Regions from separate parts of the Ovis aries genome. Here regions 2 and 3 are each linked to region 1. The links are chromatin contacts, called in public Hi-C maps. All regions are on one chromosome and are shown on one strand. The core of a region is the stretch at or near the end of the contact, and the rest is flanking DNA. Distances in the headings are between cores, read along the strand shown.

Region 1 (4,723 bases), core at 1,585-4,084:
TACCGTAGCTAATCTGTTAAAGACTATAGCTGTTCAATATACGGTGGCCATTAGTGCATAAACTACTGCTGAGTGAAAAATGTCCGTGGTGGCTGAGATGGTGAAGCGTCTGTCTGCAACAAGGGAGACCCCTGTTGGATCCCTGGGTCGGGAAGATCCCCTGGAGGAGAGAATAGCAACCTACTCGAGTATTCTCGCCTGGAAAATTCCGTGGACAGAGGAGCTGGGTGGGCTACAGTCCACAGGATCACAAAGAGTTGGACACGACTGGGTGACTAACACACACACAGACACACACACACACACAGACACACACACACACACACACACACAAAGTCAAGTTGCTGAAAACATGTGCAGCCTAATGTTTACAAATTTGAAAGGCAAAAATGAAAACAGTTGGCTTTCCCAACATTCTCCGTCTTCATTTCTGAGAACTGTTTCTTTAGAAGGTTGTCTCCTGACCCCACACTTCTACCTCCATCCCAGGCCACCAGGGCCGCCCGATACACACATGGCTGGGGAAAGGGGCTCTAATGCTTGGGGTTTAATACTCTGTGGTTCCCAAGTGGAGATTCTTCTTCTTTTTTTTTTTTTTTTAATTTTTATTGAATTTGTCACAATACTATTTCTATTTTATATTTTGATTTTTTTTTTTCTGGCTGTTGAGGCATGTGGGATCTTAGCTTCCAGACCAGGGAGGGAATCCACACCCCTTGCGTTGGAAGGTGAAGTCTTAACTCTGGACTGCCAGGGGAGTCCCCTGGGGAGATTCTTAGTCACCATATCTTTGAATTTGTGTTTAGGGAGCAGAGTCAGAGGGGATACTGGAGCAGGCACTGGGGCCTGGAGCCTCACCCATGAGGCCTCCCACCTTGGCTTCTTCCCCAGGGCGGGTTCTCAGCTGTCTGCTTTCCTGCCCCTGGTGCCCTGGGCCCAGCCTGGCCACCCTTCTCTGCTTTCCCTTTGACCACCATTGCCCTCCATTCCTCAGGGGCCTAGGCTCAGGTGTGAAGGTAGGCATGGGTGCTGTCACCCTGAAGCATCTTGGAGTGGGCATGGTGTTGGCCATCCCTGCCCTGGGCAGGCAGCATTGTGGCTGTGTGTTGGCCTGGGCAAGCCTCTGCCCACTCCTGGTCTAATACTGCATGTTTCCTGGCACAGGAGTTTAAAGATCTTTGGCGAGTGACAGCCTATTGTGGGTTTGGGGGCTGGATCTGGGAAGGAGGGACACCTGGCTCATCTTGCCTAGACCCTGCCGCAGGGTCTTGGGGTGCCATCCTGTAGGCGGGCTTGGTGGCTGGAAGTGGGGCCGAGATCCCAGGCTCCTGACTCTCTCAACTCATCTTGTACCCCCACACTCTGGGGGAACCTGGCGCACCCCCTCATCTTCCTTCCAATCTTGAGGACTTTGGTTTGTCTTTATCTCTTCTGGCCCATGAGTCACAAAATACTAGTTACGTAATTTCAGTGGTTCTGCATGTGAGTTAAATGCTCTGATATTACCATTTAAAAGTGGCATTGCGTGATCCAGAGATGAGTGGTAAAATTCACACTGATAATTTAAAATTTAGAGTTTTCTTTACTTAGACTGGTGTTAAATAGAAAATAAAACACACTGTGATAATTTGAGAGATGGGAGAAGAAAGGAAGAGCCTTTCTATGTACCGTTAACGGCACTTTCCCTTGCTTTTTTCCATTTGGCGTCAGGTTGGACAAATTACATAGTCAGCCCTGCAGGCCACCGTTGATTGGCTCACGAGTGGGGCTCTGACGTGAAAGTGTCTGCCTGGACTTTTGGACCTAGGCAGAGGAAAAAGGAGTTTTTCTCCAGCAGCTGGAAGCTGAACACAGGTGAGTCATGATCTCTTGGTGGCCATGTACCGCCATGCGGATTAATGAGCAGTAAACACGTTTGCCATGAGAAAGAAGCAATGAATTAGATGTGCAGAGAACCACAGGCAAAGGACAGAGTCCATTTCCTTGTGTCCTGTTTGCCATCTGCTCCTGGCAAGGAGCCCTGTGGGTGGCGTCTCAGTACCCTTCCAGCAAGTTCTCATTTTTGACCTAACTTAGTGACAGCCGAATTCTGTTATCTGCAAAGAAAGGAGTCTTAACAAATGCAGACATGTAAAAAGCCAAAACAGAACAGTGGTACTGTTCACCCAAATGTAGAACTATATCTCAAAAAAGAAAAGGAAACCAGACTTAGGAGTAGCATCCCTAGCAAGGCCATGGTATTGGTTACTCAACCAAAGTGTCTGGCCGGAAGCTGTCAGCACTCGGAAGGGAACTTTTTAAGATAGGCCAAGAGTAATTTGTATTGTGAGGTCAAGTCTTCATTTATTCTTTTCCCCATGAGCTTTTTTTTAAAAATCACTATTTCTTAGCTTTGGGCTCAAGATGCATACGGACATCAGCGTGTTGGCCCAGCAGTTCTTGACACGCTTGAACGTTAGACACAGCCCGGAGGCTTTTAGTTTATAAGGATGTTTGATCCCTGGCCCCTCAGGGGTTTGACTGTTGGTCCAGGGTGGGGCCTGGATGCTGGTGTCGTGCATGCAAGGGGGTGAGACCGCTGCAGACTATCTGACCTGCCCTAGTGATCTTTTCTGCATGGATGTACGGATGTGGTTGAAGGGGGGCGCTCAGGTCTCAGCTTTTTAACCAAACCCAGGCGAGGCAGTCCCCACCCACCCATTCAGACTCCCCTTCACCCCTTAGAACCTGGTTCCCACGCCGCACCACCGCCCACCCCCTCCCCACCCCCGCGCCGCGCCTCCTGGGGCGGAGGTGTCCTGAGCCAGCCCGGCCAGCAGAGGGCAGCAAGCGTATGGCAAATGGGGACTCCCCGGGAGGGAACCTGCGCTTCTGCTCAAACTGAACCCAAAAGGACCTCAGCAGTCTTGAATCCAAATTCTTCACAATAGAGACGAAAAACGTGAGAGGATGTCCGGGATTTAAAAACCAAAAAAGAAAATGGCAGAGTAGGGGAGGGCGGGGGAACCGAAATGACCGCCGTTGACACTTGTTGAAGCTGAGTGATGGGTACACAGGGGTTCACTTAGCTTTTCTTCCAACTTATATAGCTTAAAGTTTTCCTTCATAAGAAATTAAGGTAGTAGATAGAAATTTAAATAACAATAGAGCGTGGAACAGCCTATGTAAAGACTCTGAGATGCGTGAAAGAATCTGAAATGGTTGTGTTAGGCTGGCTGAGTGGGAGGGGGGCTGTTCTGGGATGTCTTGGAGGCTAGAGAGCAGAGCTCCAGGCACAGAAGACAGAAGGGCCTCTGTACAGGACACCCAGGTCTGGGGCAGACTTGAACGAAATGCAGCAGGCATGGATCATGGTGGGGGAAATGAAATGGAAGAGGTGGCATGTTTTTCTTTTCCATCTAGAAAAAAAAAAAGGACACATTAAAAAAATGGGGGTGGGGGGCTTCCCTGGTGTTCTAGTGGCTAAGACTCCACGCTCCTGACACAGGAGTTCCAGGTTCGATCCCTGGTCAGGGAACTAGGTCCCACATGTCTCAACTAAGACCCTGGGCAGCCAAATTAAAAAAAAAATTTTTTTTAATGGGGGTGGGAGTAGAATTTATTTGAAGTAAAAGAGAAAGAAAGGAAAGTTTAGTCAAGGAAGTGGTTTTCCTTGGAAGAAAAAGTTGGTGAGCTCGGCCCAGATGTTTAAATAGAAGCGAAGGCCTTGCAGGGAAGAGCCTGGGGAGCTGGGGCTGAGATTTGCACTAGTCAGCCCTGGGCTGTCCCCCTCGGCCGGCTCAGACCCTCTGTCTGCGCTGGCAAGGGCTGAGGGGGTCTGCTTGGCCTGGAGTGTTGGGGCACTTGCGGGGAGTGGGATCTGAGCAGAGTATTTTAAGCCAGGAAGCACTTTAAGCATTTGGGTTTCCAAGAGATAATGTTAAAACTGGATCCCCAAGGGTACCCACTCCCCTCAAAGCCTGTAACACAGGCCAGGTTACCAGAGTTAAGCACTGGGAGAGCCCTTACAATCAATCTGCCTCTCACCCCACGAGGATGCCCCTGCAGCCTCTCTGGCTGGCCTGGGCCAGGCCTCAGGGTGGTCATCCTGTCCCGCCAGGGATTCTGCCCTGCGTCCATTGCCCAGCAGCCCTGGCCTTGGGCCAGTCACCAAGGCAACATCAACATGTCTCCTGGTCTCTGAGTTTCAGGTCCTAATGTTTCCCCACCCATCTCTTGGAGCAGAGCCAACGAGATGGTAAAGGTGAAAGGTCTCTGGAAACTAAGGTACCAAACAGGCAGACAGGACTTCTGTTTAAACATAATATTCAGAGGCCAGGAGCACATTTCATCATGAGGCCTTCTGTTCTCCATGTTAAACTACCCTGGAAGGATGTGTCAAGGAGGAAAGCCATTCTACAATCTTACAGAATCCTGTTCAGTGGGCACCAGTTCTGCAAAACAAGTAACTGTACCCTTAGATGGGCTTCCCAGGTGGTGCTAGTGGTAAGAACCCACCTGCCAATGCAGGAGACGTAAGAGACATGGGTTCGATCCCTGGGTTGGGAAGATCCCCTGGAGGAGGGCACGGCAATCCACTCGAGTATGCTAACTTGGAGAATCCCATGGCAGAGGAGCCTGGAGGGCTATAGGCCATAGGGTTGCAAAGAGTCAGACATGACTGAAGGGACCTAGCATACACACACATACTCTTAGATGGTTGAAAATAAATATTTACTAACAT
Region 2 (4,723 bases), core at 765-3,264, 210 kb after region 1:
ATCCATCCACATTGCTGCCACTGGCATTATTTCATTCTTTTTATGGCTGAGTAATATTCCATTGTATATATGTGCCACATTTTTATCCATTCTTCTGTTGACGGACATTTAGGTTGATTCAGTGTCTTGACTATTATGAATAGCACTGCAATGAACACTGTGGTGCATGTATTTTTTTCAGTTATGGTTTATCTCCAGATATACACCCATGAGTGGGATTGCTGGATCATACAGTAGTTCTAATCTTTAGTTTTAAAAGGAATCTCCATACTGAACCCCAAGATTTAACACTGTGTATCACTGGACAATATACTTCATTTCCCTGGGCCTCATCCTTTCAGTTCTAAAAGGGCATGGCTGGCCCAGATGATTTCTAGAGCCCCTTCAGCAGTGGTAGTCAAGGATTCTGCAAATCAGAATGACATTAGGCTCAGAGAAGCAGTGCAAAGTGTAGCATTAAATATGGGGACAAGGAAGACAGCAGAGTCAAAGGTCATCAGTGGCAAAGGGGGAATGATGTGCTCCTAACAAAACAAGGTGAGTGTATAAAAGGGCTTGTCTTTGGAGGTTTTTTTCAGACGGGGTTTGTCACAGGGCGTGGAGATGGGGAAGGATAAGTAAGAGGTGGCAGGAAAATAATCATTTGTTCATTATTTTACATCCCCCAAATACAGACTTTAAACTTTTTTTTTTTTGGACCCATGACCCATAGCAGGAAATACAACTTGTATCCTGGTCCAGTGCAGTTGTCTAGTATATATAACTGAAACAAAGGGTTTATGAAACAATTATTCTAAGGGCAGTGGCATCTAATACTTTCTATTCTAGTACATTTCATTATTTTAAAAAGTTGGTTGCCGTCCACTGAATGTCTGTTATGATCAATTACTGCGTCACGACCCACAGTTTTAAAAACCCTGCCTAAGAGTAAGATCAGGTCTTAAGTTGGGGGCGATGGCAGGCATCCCATCAAAGAACCCAAGACTAGCTGCAGGAGGGGACTGGCAAGCCTCGGGGAGTCTGGAGCGCGTCTGAAGCTCTGTGAGGCAGAGCGTTGAGGAAGGCAGAGGCCTGGGAAACAATCGGTGGCAACCACTCGTCTAGGTGATAGGGGTTGGGGATTAACCCTCCAGACCTCGTAGACCTGAGGATGGGGGCGGAAACCAGATTCCCGCAGGAATCCAGCGAACATCCGAAGGCTGCATTTCATAAGCGTGCGCCGAATGGCTCCCGCATCTCTGACCTCATTTGGGCTTCCAAAGCTCCTCCACTCACTCGAGAGTCCGGGGAGGACCGCGTGCGCCCACTCCTCCATTCATTCATTCATTCCAAACCCATCTCGGGGAGCGCCAACCAGGTGCGAGAAAGGGCGAGCCGTCGGCGGCCGAGGCTTCCCTTCCAGTCGGTTCCCCTCCCGCCCAGCTCGCATGCACACAAAGTTCTGGTGCCACCCCCGCGGACCGGCTCCCCCTTGCCAGTCAGAACCAAAGCGCGTGCACCGCCGCCCGGCGGAGCCGCCTAACCTCCCCGGCTTCCCGGGATCCGCCCCCCACCCACCGCCTCCCCGCACCAGCCCGGCCGCTCCTGCCCTGCGCTCGGCCTTCCCCGCCTCGCATCCGTGCCATCGGCGCTCGATTGCGCGCGGACTCCTGGCTCCGGGCTCGCTCGTCGCTCGCGCTCGGCCGCCGCTCCCGCCCCCGGCCCCCGCCCCCCGCCCCTCCCCCGGCTCCTCCCGCCCCTCCCCCGCCTCCCGTGCAACTTTTGCCGGAGCGCCCCCCTCCCCAACACACACAGCCATGCTGAGCTGAGCCCCGGCCGGGGACTGGCCGCGCGCTGCCCGCCCCGGCTCCCGCCCCACCGCGGACCCGCTCGGGGGCCGCGGCCGCTCGGCCCTCGGCCTCGGCCGCTGCGCCCGCCCGGCCGCCCCCCGGAGCCCCCGGGAGCCCCGCGCAGGGCCCGGGCCGCGGCGGCGGCGGCGGCGGCGGCGCCCGGCCCCCTCCCCCGGCGCCGGCCAAGTGAGGCGGTGATGCGGGCGCTGGCGGCCCCGGCTGCGCCGAGAGCGGAGACACAGGCTCAAGATGGCAGATTCCGACTGAGGCTGGGGGGGCCGAGCTCGCGCGCCGCGATCCCTTCTCCGTTGCCATGAATCGCGGACACCCCGGCCCCGATGGCCCCCGTGTACGAAGGTAAGCGGCGCCCGCCCGCCGACTCCGCCGACCCCCGGCCGCCCGGCCGCCCGGCCCCCGGAGCTTTGTTCTGCCCGCGGCCCCGCGCCGGGCAGCACCTCCCCACCCCCGGCCCGCAGCCCCCCGGCGCCGGGTCCCCGCGCCCCACCCCCGGGGCTCGAACCGGTCGCCCGCCCCCCTCCCCGCCACCCCCTCGGTCGCCCGGCGATCGGCCGGGATCCGGAATCAAACAGATCTTATTTCCAGGATGGAGAAAGAGGCGGGGGGTGGGGTGGGGGGTGTGCGAGGGTGGGCTACTGGCCGAAGAAAAGAAATTGGGTGGGAGGGGGCGCCAGGAAAAAAGACAGACCCGTGACGGTGCTTTTTATTTATTTGTAAGAAATAAAGGTGATGCGGTGTAGCTTTCCATCTCCACCCCCCCCACACCCTAAAGAAAATTACCTTTAGGGTGATCTGTTTCCACTCTCCGTCCTCCCAGCTCCCTTCCCGTTTCCCTCCACTCCCCCCCCCCCCCACCCCCCGCAACACACACACACAAACACACACTCCTTTATTCTTCGCGAGCCTCAGATTTTGGGGGGCTGTCGGATCGGAATGTGCGGGGCTAGGTGATGAGAGGGGGGCAGAGAGGAAAAGTCCATTTCAGAGCCAGGCAGAACAATGAAATAGGCGAAAATCTCCCCGCATTAGCGTGTGTAAGGGAAAATGTAGTTTGGGTTTGCCAGTCGGGGAGGCGGCCAAGACGCTGGTCTCCGCCGGTCTGGGTAAACCTGCGCGGTGCACCTTCACCTGGCGTCGGGTCCTTTTTCTCGTCTGTCTTTAGGAAGAAAGACAAGAACGGAAGGCAGAAATACTCCGTTTCCCCTGCAGTCCCTCTTTCGTTTCTCTTCAGTCAGTTCTGTCAGTTTCCAGCCAGAAATCAAACCGGAATCAACTAAGTTTTTACACTTCGATGTGTGTTTTGTGTGTGTGTGTGTGTGCTTGTAGTAGGAGGGATTTTGAACCAAAGGGTGTTTGATTTTTTTTTTCAGTCATTTTCCTCGTGAAAATGTCTTTCTCATGAAATCATTGAAGTAGCAGCCTTTACATACTTTGAGCGTCAGTCCATCTGGCTTTCTTTCGGTTTTGTTCAGATACCCTGTGGATGAAATAGCAAATGAGAGGAGGCAAGGGTTTGTGCGGAATGAAGAGGAGGGGCGAGGTTTTAATCCTCTATAAATCCGGAGAACAGTCGTGGCCAGTGAGACAGGGAACGCATTAATAGTTTTATCTCTGTTATAAAGGCAGATTAGAAAAAAAAAAACAAAACTTATCTGAAAAGAAAATCTGTTATTAGTTCCAGAGCTCCAAATGAATTAGGTTTCTGGATGGAATAAAGTTACCAGTCAGGCTGGGTAACGAGGCTGTAAATAACCTATGGACTGTAAATATTTTTTTTCAGACTCTCTTAGAAACAAAGGGGCCTGTTTAGAAGGCAACAGAGAGATGTTATTCCAGGGGCTTTCCTCTTTGATTCTGAAGAACACAAGGTCCATTTAACCATTCAACAAAACAAAACAAAATTTCTGATCACTCCACCACACAGAATGGAGCCAGCCCGGTGGCTCTGTGAACATACTAGGAGGACCCAGTCGGGCATTCATTGTTCCTCTGAGTCTCTGGGAGGGGGCTACAGTCAATGCTCCCACTGTCTATGGAGTGTTAAAATGAAACAATTTTCTCTTTATTAAGTACCTCTTTGAGACTCCCTCTGCTGGACACTCCGGGTGAGCATTGGAGAAGGAACTTGGCATTGAATTCAGAACTATAGTAAAACAGGCTGCTTTCCCTTTCTCAAGGGGCTGGGTATGTGGGTTGGGAGGTATTTTGTCAACTTTGTAGAAAGCCGTCCTGGGAACCGTGCTGTTCCCCTCCTGTTCTCCTCATCTAAATCCATACGGAATGTAGGCCATCCCCCTGCGGCTAAGCCTTGGCACTAAGGCTCTTCCTACCCTGCTCTTTTAGCGCATGACACCAGATAAAGACCTGTGGGTGTGGAAGACGTTGTGGTTTAAGCATAATCTCAGATCTCAAAGGTTTCGAGCTCACTTTTTTTATTTGCAAGCCTGCCTTCTGTGTCCCAGCTGACCTATGTGGTCGCTTCTGCCACCCCTGGGCCCCTCAGTCTTGTGTGTGTGCTCTCTTGATCATTCCTGTGCATTGTGCCCTTTGATTCTGGGAGAGTTTCTTCGAATCTTTGTAATTCTTCTCTTCCTCCTCACCCCTTTTGAACCAGTCCAGCATCACTGCCCGAGCTCAGGCCTGGGTCTTTTTTGAAAGCAGCTGTTGGTCATGCTCTAAAGCAGACAGGTGACCCCTCTAATCAGGCATTGCGCTGCGGAACCCACATTTACTTCCTGTGATGAGTGCCTCTAAGACTTCAGTGACCTCCTTTTTCCCTCCTTTGGCAACGCCCCCTGCATTTAGGGAACCTGATTTTTACCACATCCCGGTCGGAGCACATGGACTCCTTGTGTGTATCCCAGAGGAGCAGGGCT
Region 3 (4,723 bases), core at 578-3,077, 160 kb after region 1:
TAAATCCAGCCTGGGGAGATAGGACGGGGATGCAAGGAAATACTTCTGCCCAAACCTTGCCAATCTGTTGCTTTCTCCCTCTCTTTCAAAGTTAATCATGTGTGGCGTTCTCAGTCACTGAATCACCAGCCTTTCCTGACACCTCCATCACATGCATTAGAGCAAAAGATTAACCTGGCTGTTTGCTTTTAATTCTGAAGCTGTGTTAATACTCAACTCCCTGCAGATTAAAGGGGAAGAAAAACACACTCCCACAGACCCCACCCTGGTTCCAGCATGGCTCTGTGACTGCTATTTCTGACAATGTCACCATGGTTGGGACATACTGGCTGCACTTACCATTTCAGGAGGGCCAAGAAGACCACGGACAGGGCCACCGTCACCATGGGGCCACTCACTTCCAGCCCGAAGAACCCTAAGACTTCCATTGTTCCTCAGAGACCCTAGAGGGGTGATACTGCCGAGGAAAGAGGAAGGCTGATCCCCCAGCTGTTACAGGAACCCACAGTCTGCAGACAGAAGACATAGGCAACCAAGAAAATATCCCAAGATATGGGTCCCCGAAGTGTACCCTTTCTCAGAAGTGTCTCCTTATAAAGAGGAAGGAAGAGGAGGGAAAAACAAAGGGTTTCATTGTGAGGCAATGAATCAGCAACTTTATTTTCTTGATGACTGTACTGCCAATAAACATTTACGCTAACTTCCCTGGGAAGAAGCAGCAGCAGACCTGACCCAGGGTCTGCTGGGAAAGAGAATGGCTGCAACCATAGAATTCTATCGTGACAAGTACTCCTTAAAGAAAGAACACGCTTAAAAAAAAAAATTAATTTGTTATTAAATGCTCATATGGGTCAGGAAACTGAATGTCCCAGAAAAATTCAAGGCCAGACATCAGACTGATGAAAAATGCCAGCTGCACTGAGGACATCCATCCCACTAAGGTCGTTTGGGATTCCCTAATAGTTTAATTGGTAGAGAATCCGCCTGCAATGCAGGAGACCCCGGTTCAATTCCTGGGTCAGGAAGATCCCCTGGAGAAGGGATAGGCTACCCACTCCAGTATTCTCAGGCTTCCCTTGTGGCTCAGCTGGTAAAGAATCTGCCTGCAATGTGGGAGACCTGGGTTGGGAAGATCCCTGGGTTTCCTGGAGAAGGGAAAGCTACCCACTTCTGTATTCTGGCCTGGAGAATTCCATGGACTGTAAAGTCCATGGGGTCACAAAGAGTCGGATACAACTGAGCAATTTGTGCTTTCACTTTTCAAGGTCATTTAGTCCATGGGGTCCCCTGGCCCCTAGGGGTTCAGTGGGGTCCCTGCTCGATGCCTAAGGATCTTGCCTCGTGTCAGCCCTCTCATCATGAGTTGGAGGATTTCTTAAATGCCTAAAAGTGTACCTGTAGGTTTGTATAAAGGCCCTTTGTTCTATCTCTGAGCTTATCTGACTAAGGTGGACTGGATTATTTTTTGCTTATTAATCAGCTGGTGACACCTTTAGTAACAGGAAGGGTGTATCAGAGAGGAAACCATTCACTCATCATGACAGTCTTTTGTTCATTCATCGTGGGTCGAGGGGCCAGGCTGTATGCTGAGTTTTCAGTGCCTGGAAAGTAGAAGCACTGGGCTCTGGAGAATTTTCTCTGGGGACAGACAGACAATAAACAAGTAGATAAATTGCATGTTGAGAACAGCATTGGGAAGGCCATGAACACAGGGCTGTGACTGGGAATAACTGGGATAACCCATTAGGAGAGTGTGGGGGGAAATCTGGGGAGGACAACTCAAAGCCAAGAGGCTCGGGTAAGGGGGAGACACCAGGTAAAGCGCCATGGGCAAAGCCTTCGGGCCAAAAGGTGACCAGATAAAGGCTGTCAGGTGAGAGCAAACTCCCCTTGTTGTGGGAACTGGAGAGAGGCCAGCGGGCCAGCTGGAGGAGCAGCTGGGAAAGGAGGAGACTCCGCAGAGGCCAGACAGCTCAGAGCCGCAGCAAGCAGCCAGGGCTTCATTTTATGTGCCACTTAGCAGTTTAGTGGGGTCATATTTCTGTTTGTAAGAGTTGTTCTGGCTGTGCGTGAAGAATTCATGGAAAGAGAAGCAGGGAGCCGCTTGGAAGATGATTTTGTTCGTCTTGAGAGGAGGCTGCTCAGACTAGAGTAGGGATGAGAGGAGGAGAGAAGTAGATGAGTTTGAAATCTATTCTGGGGACAGACTCTGCAGAATTTCCTGGTGAATTGGAGGAAGACAGAAGGGGAGCGAGGCGGCATGTCTGATCCCCATGTTCCTGACTTGAGGGAGAGCCCTTCACCGAGATGAAGAAGGCTAGGGAAAGATGGGGGTACTGTTGGGGTCAAAAGTTGGGTTTTGATGCTTTTGAGATGTCTGAGAGACACTGGAGTGGAGCTGTCAAGTCAGAGAGGAATCTCGGCTGCAGATACAAATAATAATCCTTAATACTGACAGTACCATTTATGGAGTACTTACTATGTGCTAGATACTAGTCTAAGAACATTCAGATATATTAGCTCACTTAATCCTCATAAGCTACTCTAGGAGGCAATGCTTATTATTAATCCCACTTTAGAGAAGTAGAAACTGAGGCATGGGAGGTATGACTCCAAAGCCCATACTCTTTATCAAAAGGTGATAGTCCATCATTCAAGGCACCAATATGCAAATGGTAGTTAAATCCAGATGCGCTGATGAGCGACAGCCCCGAATAAGAGAGTGAGCCATGCAAATACCAAATGGCTTCCTTCCAAGCATCTTCCCTATTCTCTAACAATTTGACCTGCCTGCTTGTTTTGCATCTCTACTCAGGTGTCCTCCAACGGCTACACCTATCTGGACCAGTGCCCCATGTCCCAGCCAAGCCCTTTGGGATGTCCTGTCCTCTCTCCGTACTCTATGTCTCTCGTCCCATGTGACCAGTACTGTGTGCGTGTATGCTCAGTCACTCAGTTGTGTCCGACTCTGCAACCCTGTGGACTGTAGCCTGCCAGGCTCCTCTGTCCATAGAATTTTCCAGACAAGAATATTGGAGTGAGTTGATACATAAGTTTATTTACGTAAGACCTCTTGGAGACTCAAACCTACCGACATGCACGGTGACTCTCCAACAGTGGGGTGCAGAGAGTGGCATTCCTCGAGTGCGTTAGACCACAGAAGCCCTCTTAAAGGACATGTATGAACACAGTCTGGATGTTGTACTCTTAGAAATGTGCTTGGAGAAACATTGACCAAGCCGGGCTCTTATTTACGGAGGAAGAAACGGAAATCCAGAAAGAGAAAGTGATGGTACCTGGGGACAGAGACCAGGGTGGACCCTCAGCTCTTCTCAGACTTTGCATCTAGAAGACATGCCTCCCATCCTGCTATGGGGCTGTGGGACTGTCACAAGCCCTGCCCTTCCCATGGGGATGGCTTTGATGGACCTGTCATAGGCCCTGCTCAGTTCACGGAGATGGCTTTGCTGTTGGCAGTCAGCTCAGGGATGTCCCGACGGGTGGTCACTTCCTCTAGAGACACCAGTTCCTCTCATTCATGCGCTGAGTTTATTCGCTCAGTCGTGTCCGACCCTTTGTGACCCCATGGTCTGCAGCCTGTCAGGCACCTCTGCCCATGGGGATTCTCCAGGCAGGAATACTGGAGTGGGTTGCCATGCCCTCCTCCAGGGGATCATCCCAACCCAGGGATCGAACCCAGGCCTCCCACATTGCAGGCGGATTCTTTACCATCTGAGCCATGAGGGAACCCCAACGAGTTCCTCAACTAGTATTTCTGGAGCCCTTTGTGTGTGATTTGTGATTTGGGGAAGCTTTAAATGCCATAGAGAGATCATCACCCCCTTTCAACACTCGCCTCAGAGCAGAGATAATATTCAGTGAATTGTGGACAGTAATTAATCCAGATGGAACAGAAGGGTCAAACATGAGAGGTTTTAGGCTTTGCATCAGTAGAGTAACATGGTTAAGGATGTATTACAGCTTGGGATGTATTACAGCTTGAGACATGCTGGTTGAGATTTTTCCAGAATGAGGAGGAGACTGTTGCTGTAATAAATACCATCATTAAATATTAGGCCTTTATTCTCTAGACTGTTTATTCTCGCAGAGAGTCAGACATGGCCGAGTGACTGAACTGAACCGATTCTCTAAATGTTTTGTTTTCAATACGTATCTATTAAAAACAGCCAACTTAGGGCTCACCTGGTGGTCCACTGATTGAGAACCTGCCTTCCGATGCTGGAGACTCGGGTTTGATCCTTGGTCAGGGAACAAAGATCACGCAGGCATCAGGGCTACTAAGCCTGAGCACTCCAACAAAGACCCAATGCAGCCAAAAAAGAAAACGAAAACAGCCAACTCTACAGAACTGTATAAAAAATAGTCTACAATCCCAACTCCCAGAGATAAACTCTGTGAACCAACTTGTCTATGTCCCCCACTATCTTTTTCTACACATGTGCAAACATTGGTATATTTTTAGTTTTATGAAAACAAGATCATCATATCCTTGCCATGTGCAACTGGCCTTTCTCATTCACCTTATGGTAAATATCTTTCCACGTTCATACTCAGACATATGGGGCTTCCCTGGCGGCTCAACGGTAAAGAATCTGCCTCTAATGCAGGAACTCGAGTTCTGGGTCGGGAAGATCCCCTGGAGGAGGAAATGGCCACCCACACCAGTATTCTTGCCTGGGAAATCCCATGGACAGAGGAGCCT

What was found. Hi-C and Micro-C count contacts between places; a contact is called where the count stands out from the background.
Region 2: a contact with region 1 is called in a Hi-C map of liver, with 5 times the contacts expected there. The contact joins the promoter of HIPK2 here to the enhancer-like site in region 1. A contact is called at or near these places in 6 of 16 Hi-C or Micro-C datasets (blood, hypothalamus, liver and 2 more).
Region 3: a contact with region 1 is called in a Hi-C map of liver, with 2.9 times the contacts expected there. The contact joins the promoter of LOC121819515 here to the enhancer-like site in region 1. A contact is called at or near these places in 7 of 16 Hi-C or Micro-C datasets (blood, hypothalamus, liver and 3 more).

What each region holds. Positions count from the first base shown.
Region 1 is chr4:104,881,967-104,886,689 of ARS-UI_Ramb_v3.0, reverse strand. All of the region lies in intron 8 of TBXAS1 (thromboxane A synthase 1), which reads right to left. Among named protein-coding and RNA genes, the nearest start is that of PARP12, 62 kb to the left of the region's middle. Within about 2 kb of position 2,834, at least 10 of the 54 cell types and tissues checked have an H3K27ac peak or open chromatin away from gene starts, as enhancers often do. A contact at or near this core is called in hypothalamus and liver, where this site is marked.
Region 2 is chr4:104,675,722-104,680,444 of ARS-UI_Ramb_v3.0, reverse strand. HIPK2 (homeodomain interacting protein kinase 2) reads left to right here and starts at 2,014. Exons shown (of 15, transcript XM_027968868.3): 1 at 2,014-2,186. The coding sequence starts at 2,168. LOC121819515 (putative HTLV-1-related endogenous sequence) reads left to right here. Exons shown (of 3, transcript XM_042249313.1): 2 at 1,479-1,676; 3 at 1,795-2,146. The coding sequence ends at 2,146.
Region 3 is chr4:104,725,799-104,730,521 of ARS-UI_Ramb_v3.0, reverse strand. It overlaps LOC121819515 (putative HTLV-1-related endogenous sequence), which reads left to right and starts at 1,827. Exons shown (of 3, transcript XM_042249313.1): 1 at 1,827-1,873. The coding sequence starts at 1,827. TBXAS1 (thromboxane A synthase 1) reads right to left here and starts at 569. Exons shown (of 12, transcript XM_060414898.1): 1 at 340-569. The coding sequence starts at 428.